Linked DNA regions of Solanum lycopersicum: region 1 is linked to region 2. The links are chromatin contacts, called in public promoter capture Hi-C maps. All regions are on one chromosome and are shown on one strand. Each heading gives the region's core, a stretch centred on a gene start, on an enhancer-like site or on the middle of the called end of the contact. The rest is flanking DNA. Distances are from core to core; before and after follow the strand shown.

The links. Promoter capture Hi-C pulls out the DNA fragments that hold promoters and counts their contacts.
Region 1: a promoter capture Hi-C map of leaf shows a contact between it and region 2, with 9 times the contacts expected there. The contact joins the promoter of LOC101262983 here to the promoter of LOC101250102 in region 2. A contact is called at or near these places in 1 of 1 promoter capture datasets (leaf), 3 of 8 Hi-C or Micro-C datasets (all in leaf) and 1 of 1 datasets of contacts at active chromatin or transcription factors (leaf).

The regions. Positions count from the first base shown.
Region 1 is chr11:33,528,454-33,534,597 of SLM_r2.1, reverse strand. It overlaps LOC101262983 (probable protein S-acyltransferase 7), which reads left to right and starts at 4,650. Exons shown (of 6, transcript XM_010314822.4): 1 at 4,650-5,870. The coding sequence starts at 5,760.
Region 2 is chr11:33,118,274-33,124,987 of SLM_r2.1, reverse strand. LOC101250102 (protein NRT1/ PTR FAMILY 6.1) reads left to right here and starts at 4,889. Exons shown (of 4, transcript XM_004253185.5): 1 at 4,889-5,031; 2 at 5,988-6,517. The coding sequence starts at 6,062.

The sequences.
Region 1 (6,144 bases), core at 3,401-5,900, 410 kb before region 2:
CAAGAATGGGCATATCATGAAATATTGTTACAAGCACAAGAGAGATATGAGACAACAAAAGAGAGAAGGCGATAATGAAAATCGTGTTGCTGTTGTTGCTAATGATGATCTTCTTGTTTCTTGTGATGCAAATGCCATTAATCTTGTTCGTGATGATTCTAGCTGGTTTGTGAATTCTGATGCTACTTCTCATGTCATGCCAAAGAAGGAATTATTTTCTTCTTATACTCCAGGTAATTTTGGAACGTTGAAAATGGAAAATAATCATGAAGTTGAAGTTATTGGCATTGGGACAGTTTGTTTGGAAAGAAATAATGGTTCCAAACTAGTTCTATATAATGTCAAGCATGCTCCAGATTTTCGCTTGAATTTGATTTCTATGGGATATCTTGATGATGAGGTTTATGTTAATACACTTGGTGTTGGCCAGTGGAAGCTTACTAGAGGTTTGATGGTTGTGGCCCGTGGTGACAAGTTGTCTAACTTGTATGTATTTCAGGGCTCCATGTCCAGAGACTCAGTAAATTTGGTGGAGAATGATACTTCATCAGAGTTATGGCATAGAAGGCTGAGTCATATGAGCGAGAAGGGGATTGATAGTTTGTCTAAGAAAAATTTGCTTTCTGGAGTGAAACAAGCAAAGTTGAAGAAATGTGTTCATTGCTTAGCCGGTAAACTGAAAAGAGTTTCTTTTCAGAGTCATCCGCCTTCAAGAAAGCTTGATTTGCTGGAGTTGGTACATTCTGATTTGTGTGGTCCTTTTAAGGTAAGTTCTCATGGTGGTGCACTTTACTTTGTGACTTTTATTGATGATCATTCTCGCAAACTCTGGGTATTTCCTTTGAAGTCCAAGGATCAAGTACTTGATGTGTTCAAGAGTTTTCAGGCCTTGGTTGAAAGACAAACAGGGAAGACATTGGAATACATCCGCTCAGATAATGGCGGTGAGTATATTGGTCCTTTTGATAGATATTACAGAGAGCAGGGTATTAGACATCAGAAAAATCCTCCAAAGACTCCTTAGTTAAATGGTTTAGCAGAGAGGATGAACAGAACTCTAGTTGAGAGGGTTAGATGTATGCTTTCAGATGCTAAGCTGTCAAATTCCTTTTCGGCAGAAGCACTTAATACTGCTGCTTATGTTATCAAAATTTATCTCCTGCTGTTGCTTTAGATGGTGATGTCCCTGACAGAGTTTGGACTGGTAAGAATGTTTCTTATGATCATCTTAGAGTCTTTGGGTGTAAAGCCTTTGTACATGTTCCTAAGGATGAAAGATCAAAGTTGGATGTTAAAACTAGGCAGTGTATCTTCATTGGTTATGGTCAAGATGAATTTGGTTATCGTTTCTATGATCCTGTTGAGAAGAAACTTGTTAAGATTTTGACAAAGCTGACAAGGCTGATTTTCAGAGTAGTGAGAGCTTAGTTGATGTTGATCCAGTTCCTTTGACTATTGCACCGGAAGAAAATCTTCATAATGATGAAAATCAAGTTGATAATGAAGATGGTGATCATGTTCAGAATGATCGGCATGATGTTGTTGATGCTCCAGTGCAAGATGATGTGGTTGTCCAACAACCAATTATAGATGCTCCAGAGAGTTCTCTCAGACGATCTAGTAGAGAGAGAATTCCCTCATCTCGTTATTCTCCCAATGAGTATGTACTCTTGACTGACGGGGGAGAACCTGAGAGTCTTGATGAGTCCATGGAAAGTGAAGAAAAAGAAAGGTGGTTTGATGCTATGGAAGATGATTAAATCCTTGCATGATAATCATACCTTTGATTTGGTTAAGTTACCTAAAGACAAAAGCTTTTAAAAACAGGTAGGTTTTTCGGTAGAAACATGAAGATGGTAATCCAGTTCCACGGTACAAAGCTAGATTAGTTGTCAAGGGATTTAATCAGAAAAGGGGAGTTGATTTTGATGATATTCTCTCCAGTTGTGAAGATGTCATCCATTCGTGTGGTTCTAGGCTTGGCTGCAAGTCTAGATTTAGAGGCTAAGAAAATGGATGTTAAAACTGCTTTCCTCCATGGTGACTTAGATGAAGAAATTTATATGGAGCAACCGGAAGGTTTTGAAGTCAAGGGTAAAGAGAATTATGTTTGCAAATTGAAGAAGAGCTTGTATGGTTTGAAACAAGCTCCCGGGCAGTGGTACAGGAAGTTTGGTTCTTTTATGAGTCAGCAGGGCTTCAAGAAGACTTCTTCAGACCATTGTGTTTTTGTGCAAAAGTTCTCTGATGGTGACTTTATTATTGTGTTGCTTTATGTTGATGACAATCTTGTTGTTGGTCATATACTCGCAGGATTCAGAAGTTGAAGCAAGAGTTGATTAAGTCTTTTGCTATGAAATACTTAGGACCAGCAAGGCAGATTCTTGGCATGCAGATTGTCCGTGATAGAAAGGCCAAGAAATTGGTATTATCACAAGAGAAGTACATTCAGAAAGTACTTCGCAGATTCAGCATGGACAAAGCTAAGGTTGTCAGTACACCTTTAGCTATGCACTTCAAATTGAGCACGAAACAGTGTCCTTCTAGTGATGATGAGAAGGAAGATATGAAGAAAGTTCCTTATGCTTCAGCTGTTGGTAGTTTGATGTATGTGATGGTTTGTACAAGACCGATATTGCTCACGCTGTTGGAGTTGTTAGCCGTTTTCTTTCTAATTCGAGAAGAGAACATTGGAATGTTGTGAAGTGGGTTATGAGATATCTCTGTGGCACTTCTAGTCTGAGTTTGTGTTTTGGTACAGGGAAGCCTATTCTTTGTTGTTATACTGATTCAGACATAGCTGGTGATGTTGATACTCGCAAGTCTACTTCAGGGTACTTGGTTACTTTTGCAGGGGGGCTGTGTCTTGGCAATCTAGGTTGCAAAAATGTGTTGCTCTATCTACTACAGAAGATGAGTTTATTGTTGTCGTTGAAGCTTGTAAAGAATTGCTTTGGAAGAAGAGATTCTTGGGGAAACTTGGTTATGCTCAAGATAGGTATGTGCTTTATTGTGACAGTCAAAGTGCTATACATCTTGGCAAGAATTCTACATTCCATGGTCGGTCTAAACACACTGATGTGAGATACCATTGGATTCGAGATGTGTTGGATTCTAAGTTGCTTGAGCTTGAAAATATTCATACAAATGACAATGGTTCAAATATGATGACTAAAGCTTTGCCAAGAGGGAAGTTTGAAGATTGTTGCATGGTCGCCAGGATGGCGGTCTCCTCCACATAGTCGTGAGGGGGAGAATTGTTGGGTTATGGGCCTTTTCCCCTTCCTATGTGGATAAATAAAAGCCCAATTTGGACCAACCCATTTATGCCCATAGGCCCATTCTTATGAGGCAAATATAAGCCTATTTATGTGTTATTTTTATATACACAAAGAGTTTTTTCAGCAGCCAAAAAAAGAGAAAGAAAGCAGTTTTTGCAGTCAAAATTCAGCCCTAACAGCCAACTTCAAATTGCGATTCCCGCTTCGTTTCTTGTCCGATTGAGCTGATTTTTAGACAGCATATTATCTTCATCTCAATCTTTGATTAGAAACTGACAGAGTTGGATTTGGTGGCCTGCAGCTTCAGTTTTGCTGTCATGAACAATAGTTGCGAAATTGGTGATTTTGCTCCTTTAATTCTCTAGATTTGGTGCAATCTTATTTTGTTGTTTCTCGTTGTTTGGCACTTGTTTTGTGGCCAATTTTGGAGAACAATATTGTAACTCTTGGTGATTATGGTGGAGCTTTTGGTCCCGTGGTTTTTTACTCTTCACATCGAAGGGTTTTCCACGTAAATCTTGTGTGATTGGTTTATTATTGCCTTGTTATATTTGTTTGGTTGAATTACTTGCTGCCTTACTATCATATTGCTTGTGGTTGTTTGTCTTTTCTTGGTTCAAATCGAGAAGAGAAAGTATAGGCTTGGGTATTCTTCCGTTGTTATCCTGTCAGACATTCTTTGTTAGTGTCTTGTCTTTCCCAACAATAAAAACAACAAACTTATATATATGAAAATAATAAAGTTTCTGATTAAAAATAATAAAACTAATTAATAGGATAAATAGGTAAGTTATCACTTTAATACATAGTATAACTAATATTCACATAACTTATTCGACCTTCTACTTTGCATAACTTTTATACATAGATATTCCCTCATAAGCTATGTTGGTATTAATTATATAGGACTACAAAAATGCAATCAAACATGGTATAAGTTATGTTGATTTTTCTACCTAAACAAAAATTTCTACCAAACATAGTATAACTTAGTACATTGTTTAATACATGAATAAAAAGTAAGTTATACTGTAACCAAACGGCCCCTTAGGTTAATATTTCTTTATAGATATTTATATTTTTATTTTTAAAAAAAACTTAATAAATATTATAAAAATAATTTTATTCGTGAATTTGATTAACAAATAATAATATTAATATAATATAATATTATTTGTCAATATTTATGATAATTTTTTAAATTTATATTTTATAATTTAATTTAATAATTAAAAATATATAAATTTTAAAATAAATTGATCCGGCAAGTCTCTATTCCACATATTTGTAAGTTGGTTCAATTACATTTTAGACCCACAATAAAAATTAATTAATTTGATCATGTAAGTGTCAAACCATATATGAGTTAGCTCGAATGAATGGGTAATCCATAATCCCTATTGACATGTTCAGTGAATTGGAGAACTAAACATAGAAATGGAGACTAAAATAGAGATAAATTGAAGATGTTTAACCTAAATCGAAATCATTTTTATTAGTTTCCCTTTTTTTCCCTTCATTTGACTTTTATTAGTGTAGTGTGGAACCACCGGAGATGGACGCCGGGAAAGGAGCGATGTGGCTGGATGGACCCAACGGGGAGAGACGCCGGAAAATTAGCGGTGATGGCGGATGTAACCACCGGGGAGAGAGATTGGACCAAGCTCACTCCAACTCAGTAGATAAACAAATAAAGGGTCAAAAATCAAAATATATAGGGAGCGGTTGAGAGTAAATTCAGAGAATTGAGGTGAACGGTATTGCTTAATTCTCATAATTGCAAAATTAGCTTCTAATGGATTTTGCTTTTCTTCCTTTCTCTCGCCTCTCTCTCCTTCAGCTTCACACTTTCAATTCTTACAAACATTAACATATCATACCAATATTTTCCAGTTATAGAAGGAGGAGAGAGCCCGAACCTATATTTTCATCCAACAAAAACCATACCTATTACTACTATTTTATTTCACATAAAAACAAATTTGTTGTTTGTTCATTGGAATATTGTTGGAATTGTGTTACATTTGGAAAATTCTCGATTTGGGTATTAGGTTTGTTGTATTAATAGCATTTTACACAAGTCCCTAAATTCCCAAATTGTTGGAAATTGTGTTTATTTCACAAAAGTATCCATTTAGGTGCAAAAGACAGAATTTTACGAGAAGAAAAAGGATTTGCTGTGTCTCTAAATTTCCAAATTGGGCATATTTGGGGTTTGTTTGCTTTTCTGTGCATTGTAAGATTGTTGGGGATTGTGTTTATTTCCCAAAATTCTCAATTGGGGTATTTATAAAGACTTGTTCTATCGATCACGAAAAGGCCTTTTGTCATTTTATTGATTTATGTGTTCCATGGCAAGATTGTTGATTGAGGTTCAAGCTTTCATCACTGTAGCTATAAAGATTGGATAAAGACACAGATGCTTGAATTTGTAATTGATTGGAGATCCGTGAGATCTCCGTCAGCTTGCCAAGGAAAATGTATTCACCTCCCCCGTCTTCTACTAGCACCCGATGTGATTCCAAAGAGAGAATTGACAACACTAATGGCTCACAATTGCGACTTTATCAAGTTTGGCAAGGAAGAAATGTACTGCTGATCTTTTTCTTTGTGTTTCTCCTGAATTTATATATATTTTGGTTTGCAAGAACCACGTTGTTCAATTATCATCCTTTTGCATTAAGTGTTTTCTCCAAACATTATAAATTTAACCGTGGCTTCTTCCCGTCTACCTAAGTCTTGGTGGGTAGAGTTACTCAATACTAATGCTTGGTGGGAGGTAGCAGCTACCCAATGTAATAGTAAAGGAATGCCACCGTCAGAAAAAGATAAATTGAACTCCAAGTATTCCACAAAAAAATAT
Region 2 (6,714 bases), core at 3,640-6,139:
TCCAAATCAAATATCCCTAAATTTTCAGATTCAATATATTTTTATTTTGGATTATTTTCCTTTACTTTCGTTTCAAGATTTGATTTGAAGATTAACATTGATTTGGGTATTCATGTTTATCATATTCTTTATTATTTGCTTACTAATTTTACTGTTTTTAAAAATCTTTTTGATTTGTTGTTGTTCTTAAAACCTCTTTTAGGGATTGATATCCAAAGTTCTTTCAAGAGAGTTACTAGAGGTATCGGACAAAATAATCAAACTTCTTCTGATTTCCCATCATTTAATCTTTTTCTTTCACTCAAGAAATAAACAACAATGTAGGTTTCGCTTCAAAATCTATAGAGGACAGACGACGGTGAAAATTGAAGGACTCTGTCGGTGTGCAAAATCCCACACAAATTCATAATGACGAAGTTGAAGAAGACCAAATTGTCGGAGAAGAGGTTTTTTTTATTTTTTGCATGTTTAGTTGAATTTGTTTTAGTAACTTTTATGATTCAAATAAATACATGTTACAATGCGTTTGTACTATTATAGAATAGATTTTGAAAATGTATATGTAATTTTGATTCTGTTATAGTTAGTATGCATTTTTGTATTTCATAGATTTATTGTATTTTGTATTCTGATTTTTTTGTGTTAGGTATGTCAATATAACACATATTATGCGTTTGATTATGTTATTTACTATTATAAAATAGATTTGTAAGTGAATATGGAATTTTGATTCTGTTATATTTAGTATGTATTTTTGTATTTCATAGATTTAATGTATTTTGTACTCATAGATTTGGAAGTGTATATGAAATTATGATTCTATTATAGTGTCACGACCCAAATCCGGGCCGCGACTGGCACCCACACTTACCCTCCTATGTGAGCGAACCAACCAATCTAAACCTTAACATTTCAATATAAACAGAAAGTAATGCGGAAGACTTAACTCATTAAATAAAGACCAATTCATTAACTTCTAAAATTCAACATCTATTATTCCCAAAATCTGGAAGTCATCATCACAAGAACATCTACGATCAAATGACTAAACTAAGAGTATTCTAAAAGCTAAAAATACTTAGGAAGCTAGTCCATGCCGGAAGTTTAAGGCATCAAGACTTGAAGAAGAAGACCCAGTCCAAGCTAGAAGCATTAGCTCACCCTGAATATCCGGTATGACGAAGACTGGCTAGAATCACTGCTGAGTTGAAGATGACGGAACGTTTGCTGCACTTCCACAAATAAACAAGAAGAAAACATAAAAGTAGGGGTCAGTACAAACCACGGGTACTGAGTAGATATCATCGGTCAACTCAAATAGAGAACAGTATATATCAAGTAATATCATAAATCAACTATAAAACTCAACATGTAGCAACAACAGGTACTATAATCATCAATAAGTGCCATCCAGTTCATCCATGAGGGCTCAAGCCTCAATACCATACTCATTTGGGAATTAAGTTCATTAGATTGAATATATTATCATCTTTCAAGATTCATTATCTTTCTTCCTCTTGTGTCGGTATGTGACACTCCGATCCCCTACTACTATGTGTCGGTACGTGACACTCCGATCCCCTAATTCTACGTGTCGGTTCGTGACACCCGATCCCCTATATGTGTCGGTACGTGACACTCCGATCCCCTATATGTGTCGGTACGTGACACTCCGATCCCCTACTACTATGTGTCGGTACGTGACACTCCGATCCCCTAATTCTACGTGTCGGTTCGTGACACCCGATCCCCTATATGTGTCGGTACGTGACACTCCGATCCCCTATATGTGTCAGTACGTGGCACTCCGATCCACTAATTCTACGTGTCGGTTCGTGACACCCGTCCCACTAATACTATGTGTCGGAACGTGACACTCCGATCCACTAATACTATGTGTCGGAACGTGACACTCCGATCCACTAATACTATGTGTCGGAACGTGACACTCCGATCCACTAATATCATTCTGTAAATCATCAAGCCTTCTCTATACCAAGGCATCATCAATCCCATTACTTTAATTCATCAAGCCTTCTTCTATACCAAGGCATCATCAATCCCATTACTTTAATTCATCAAGCCTTCTTCTATACCAAGGCATCATCATTAATAATGTATATTAAAGTTTCTTTTCAAGATTTGGGATTCAATATTTTCATCATGCTTATCTTATCACAATCACATAATCATATTCATGCAAACATACAATTAAGCATATAGTAGGGTTTACAATACTACCAATACATATCATTCTCTATTAAGAGTTTACTATGAAAGCATGAAAACCATAACCTACCTCCACCAAAGAATTGAAATCAAGCAAGTTAATCCTCAAAGCTTGGTGCTTTCCTCTTCTCTCGATCAACTTTCTCTCTCTTTCTCTTGTTCTTTCTATTTTCTTTTTTCAAACCCTCTTTCTTTTACCCTAATTAGTATATAATTAAGAATAAAAGATGGCAATAATACCCCACTAATTAACTTAAGGTTACCTCTTTTAACCCCCAAGAATTTGAGTTATTAATATAAACCCACGAACTTTATAATTAAGGCAAGAATAGTCAAAAACGTCCCTTAAAACTTAACCAGAAATCCGACTCCAACTGGGATTACGCAAGTTGTGACGGGCCGTCGCTCCTGCGACGGTCCGTCCTGCTGTCCGTCGCATAGTTCAGAAACTTGATTTTGGGTGAATGGCCTGTGACGGTCCGTCACACCTGTGACGGTCCGTCCTGCCACTCCGTTACGAAGTTCAGAGAGTCGATTTTCAGTATCCAATTTCAGATTTTCTAAGTGTTTTGAAACGAGACCCTGTGATGGTCCGTCGTGCCCATGACGGTCCGTCGTGGAGTCCGTCGCCTCAGCCTGTTTTTCCAGAAATAAAATCTGCTGCTCAAAACGACTAAACAGGTCGTTACATATAGTTAGTATGTATTTTTGTATTTCATAGATTTAATGTATTTTGTATTCATAGATTTGGAAGTGTATATGAATTTTTGATTATGTTATAATTAGTATGTATTTTTGTATTTCGTAGATTTAATGTATTTTGTATTCTGTTTTTTTTTGTATTAGTTATGTCGATGTTGAGAGTTTTAAGCGTCTGTTACTTTTTAAAAGTTTTCTCTTCCCTAAAGAGCTCTTATTTGTTATATAAATTTTGTATTCTTTTTAATTAAACCAAGTAATTGAAAAAAAATTAACATACACAATAAGATAAAATTTTGACATTATCACTAAATATTGAAACTATTGACACAATATCCTATTAAATATTAAAATATTAACATTTTAAAAAAATTTCCCTATATTATTTGGCAGAAAAAAACAGCATTAAAGCTTCTTTTATGGTTCCAAAATAAATGATCCATGTGTTGGTTGGGGGCTTCATGGATCCACTCATTTAATTTTCAGTCCTAATTTTTATTCTTCTCAATTTAAGTCATCTAGTCAAAGTGTCAAACTCTTTTTTTCACACTTTAAAAGCTTATTCAGAAGTTAGTTGGATTTAATGTAGTTAAGTGTAATTAGACTGTTTGGCATGTTTGATTGGTTATGCAGGTAATTGAATATAATTGATAAAGGTAATTATACTTTCTAATTGTCATGAGGGGCTGACTAATTCAACTGATCACATTTTTAATTTTTGATTTTATTTTTTTATCTGATATTCAATATCCACATTGAAAATTGATTAATTCTGATTTTGTGATATTTGGAATCCCACTAGGAGGAGAATGTTTCTTGCCAAGAATTTTTTTCTATTAGGATCAAATCCAAAATCTCTAATTAAGAGGGAATAATATCATCCACTATATCATATCCTTTGATGGTCACACTTATACATACCAACAAAGATATGTTGTGTATACACAACATGACCTAATTATATTAAATAGTTACTAAAATTTTGTGTTAAGCACGAATCCAATATTTGTTTATAAATTTATCTTTCAAGTGGTGTTAATTAAATAATATTAAAAATCTTATTAAGTATAAAATAAATATATGATAAATATTATTAATGTTGATAAGTTTTAAATGACACTGATAAAATAATTTTATATTTTTTTCCTAAAATAAATTATGATATATATTTGTGTGTTAGTAAATTATCTCATTCTTTTTTTATGCAAAACTAATTTGAAGAGGTTCATTGGGATGTTCATAATGAAAATATTTTTCTTACCATTAATTTTTTATTCAATGTAGTTCTAAAATTTACACAAATATTATCATCGACATTCAATATAATATAGCTATAACTAAAAGATATGAATTTAAAGCAAAAAGATACCACTAAAGGGGTACAATAATTTGGCAAAAACTATACACTAATTAAACTAAAATAAAACAAGAAAAACACTTTTTAAATATTTTCAAAAATGTCCTTGCTAAAGAAGATATGTCGACGGAAACATGTCTGCTTCAACCTTAAACTCTCTCTTATATAATATTCACTCTGTTTCTAATTACTTGTACACTTTAAATCAAGAAAGGATATTTTTTTATCTATAATATCCTCAATTAAATAACTAATTATTTTGAAAAATTTTCATCCACTTCATAATTAATAAGAATAAAATGATAAACTCACTATTTCATTAATTATTTTCTTAATAGGTGTGCTAATTAAAAAATGAAAAGTAATTAAGAACAGAAGAACTAAGAGAAAATATTTTCAAAAATGCCATTGCTGAGTCGATGAATACGTGTCTGCTTCGTTGTTATATAGTAAGAGGATATATTTTTATTGGACTTGCATTTATAATGCTAATATAATTATAGATAGTAGTGTAGTAGAAAGTAGCAAGTGTGCTGACCCATAAATCCTTCAAAAATAGGCTCAATAAATGAATTGATTGAGAAGTACATTTACTTCCTATCTACCTAACAAACTTTAATTTCTTATCTGTCATGAAAAAGATGACTTAACATTTTTTTGGTTTTATTTACTACTATATACATCACCTACTATTTGGACTACTAAAAGTCATCACAAAACTTTTTGTTGTTAATCCAAATTCTAAGGTATGTTACTTAAAAATGCTATTTTGGTGTTGTTTTTTAATCCATTATCATGAAAATATACAAATGTTCTTACAAAGTTATAATCTTTTTATCTTATGGTAATTCAAGTAGGTTGAGTGTTAAAAAATTTCTTGTATATGACACTATTTAGAGTTGTCAAAGTCATTCTTGAATTTTTCTATAACAACAAGAACTATGGCTCAATTCCAAGATTGTGAGTCTAGAAGTTTCTAAACTTTAGGTCCTAAGGCGGATCTAAGGTGGGTTCTGTGATTTTAGTGAACTCATTGCTTTCGCCTCGAACTATATAGTTATGTACAAGAAAACTTTGAAATGTTTCTGTAGATTAAGATCACATTATTTCGTAGTCATTACTCTTCTTTCCTCTATGTGTCTGTCGCGTGCTGCTCTCCGTATCACATTATTTCATTGTTGTTACTGCTCGGAAATGCTTTATTTTAAGCCGAGACAACCTATATATCTCTATGAGGTAGGTGTAAGGTCTGCATACACTGTATCTCCTCCGACTCTACTTGTGAGATTACATTGGGTATATTTTTGTTGACTCTAGATCCTGAATTCGTTTTTGTATAATTTGGAGTCCAGGCAATGAAGGAAATCTTGGTAGGATGTTATTCTACTAAAGTGTTTCCAAATCTTGACATTATAATCCTTACCATAATACTATGTGTATATATTCAGAGGCGGATCTTGGACCGTCCCATGATTCAACTGAACTCACTACTTTCAGCTCTAACTATATACATCACACTCGTTTTGAACTCACGGACTCTAGGCAATGGAGGAAAGCTTTTATGATGTTAAAGTCACACTCGTTCTGGACTAATCGATTTAGATACATTAGACTCTAGGCAATGGAGGAAATGTTGTTGAATGTTATTCAACTAATTATTTTGAAATCTTGTCATAAGTCTTACAAGCTTTCTCTTTTTCAGTTTCAGCGATTGTGTATATGAAGTGTGTGTGATAAAGAAAGTAGGAAGAGGAGGGAACTTGTAGAGTTGAAAGAATGGGAAGTAAAGAAAGGGAAATCAAATCGCCTGAAGTTCAGTTAGGAGGGAATTCTACTCCAAAACGGGGTTCAAAGAAACTCGGAATCTACTTCCTTGAATCGGATGATAGGAAAACAGCTTTTGGACGTGGTTATAGTGGTGGAGTAGGAGGAGCTACTCCTGTGAATATCCATGGGAAGCCTATTCCGGATATAAACAAGACAGGTGGCTGGATAGCTGCCTTGTTCATTTTCGGAAATGAAATGGCTGAGAGAATGGCTTACTTTGGCCTATCTGTTAACATGGTGGCGTTCATGTTCTACGTTATGCACAGGCCTTTTTCTAGTTCTGCCAGTGCTGTTAACAATTTTTTGGGCATATCACAGGCTTCCTCTGTGTTGGGTGGTTTCATTGCTGACGCTTACCTTGGTAGATACTGGACTATTGCTATCTTTACCACCATTTATCTAGCGGTAATTATATTCGATGAATAATTTGCTTGCCTATTGTTTGATCACTTCATTCAAGTAAAGATCTTACTCCTCTGTTGCAATTTGTTTATACTACTTTCTTTTTTAGTCTGTTTAAAAAAAATGTCTCTTAACTTTTCGGCAACTCTCTTATTCTAACTTCCCAGATGACATGTTTAAGATCACTAGACTAAAGGGCG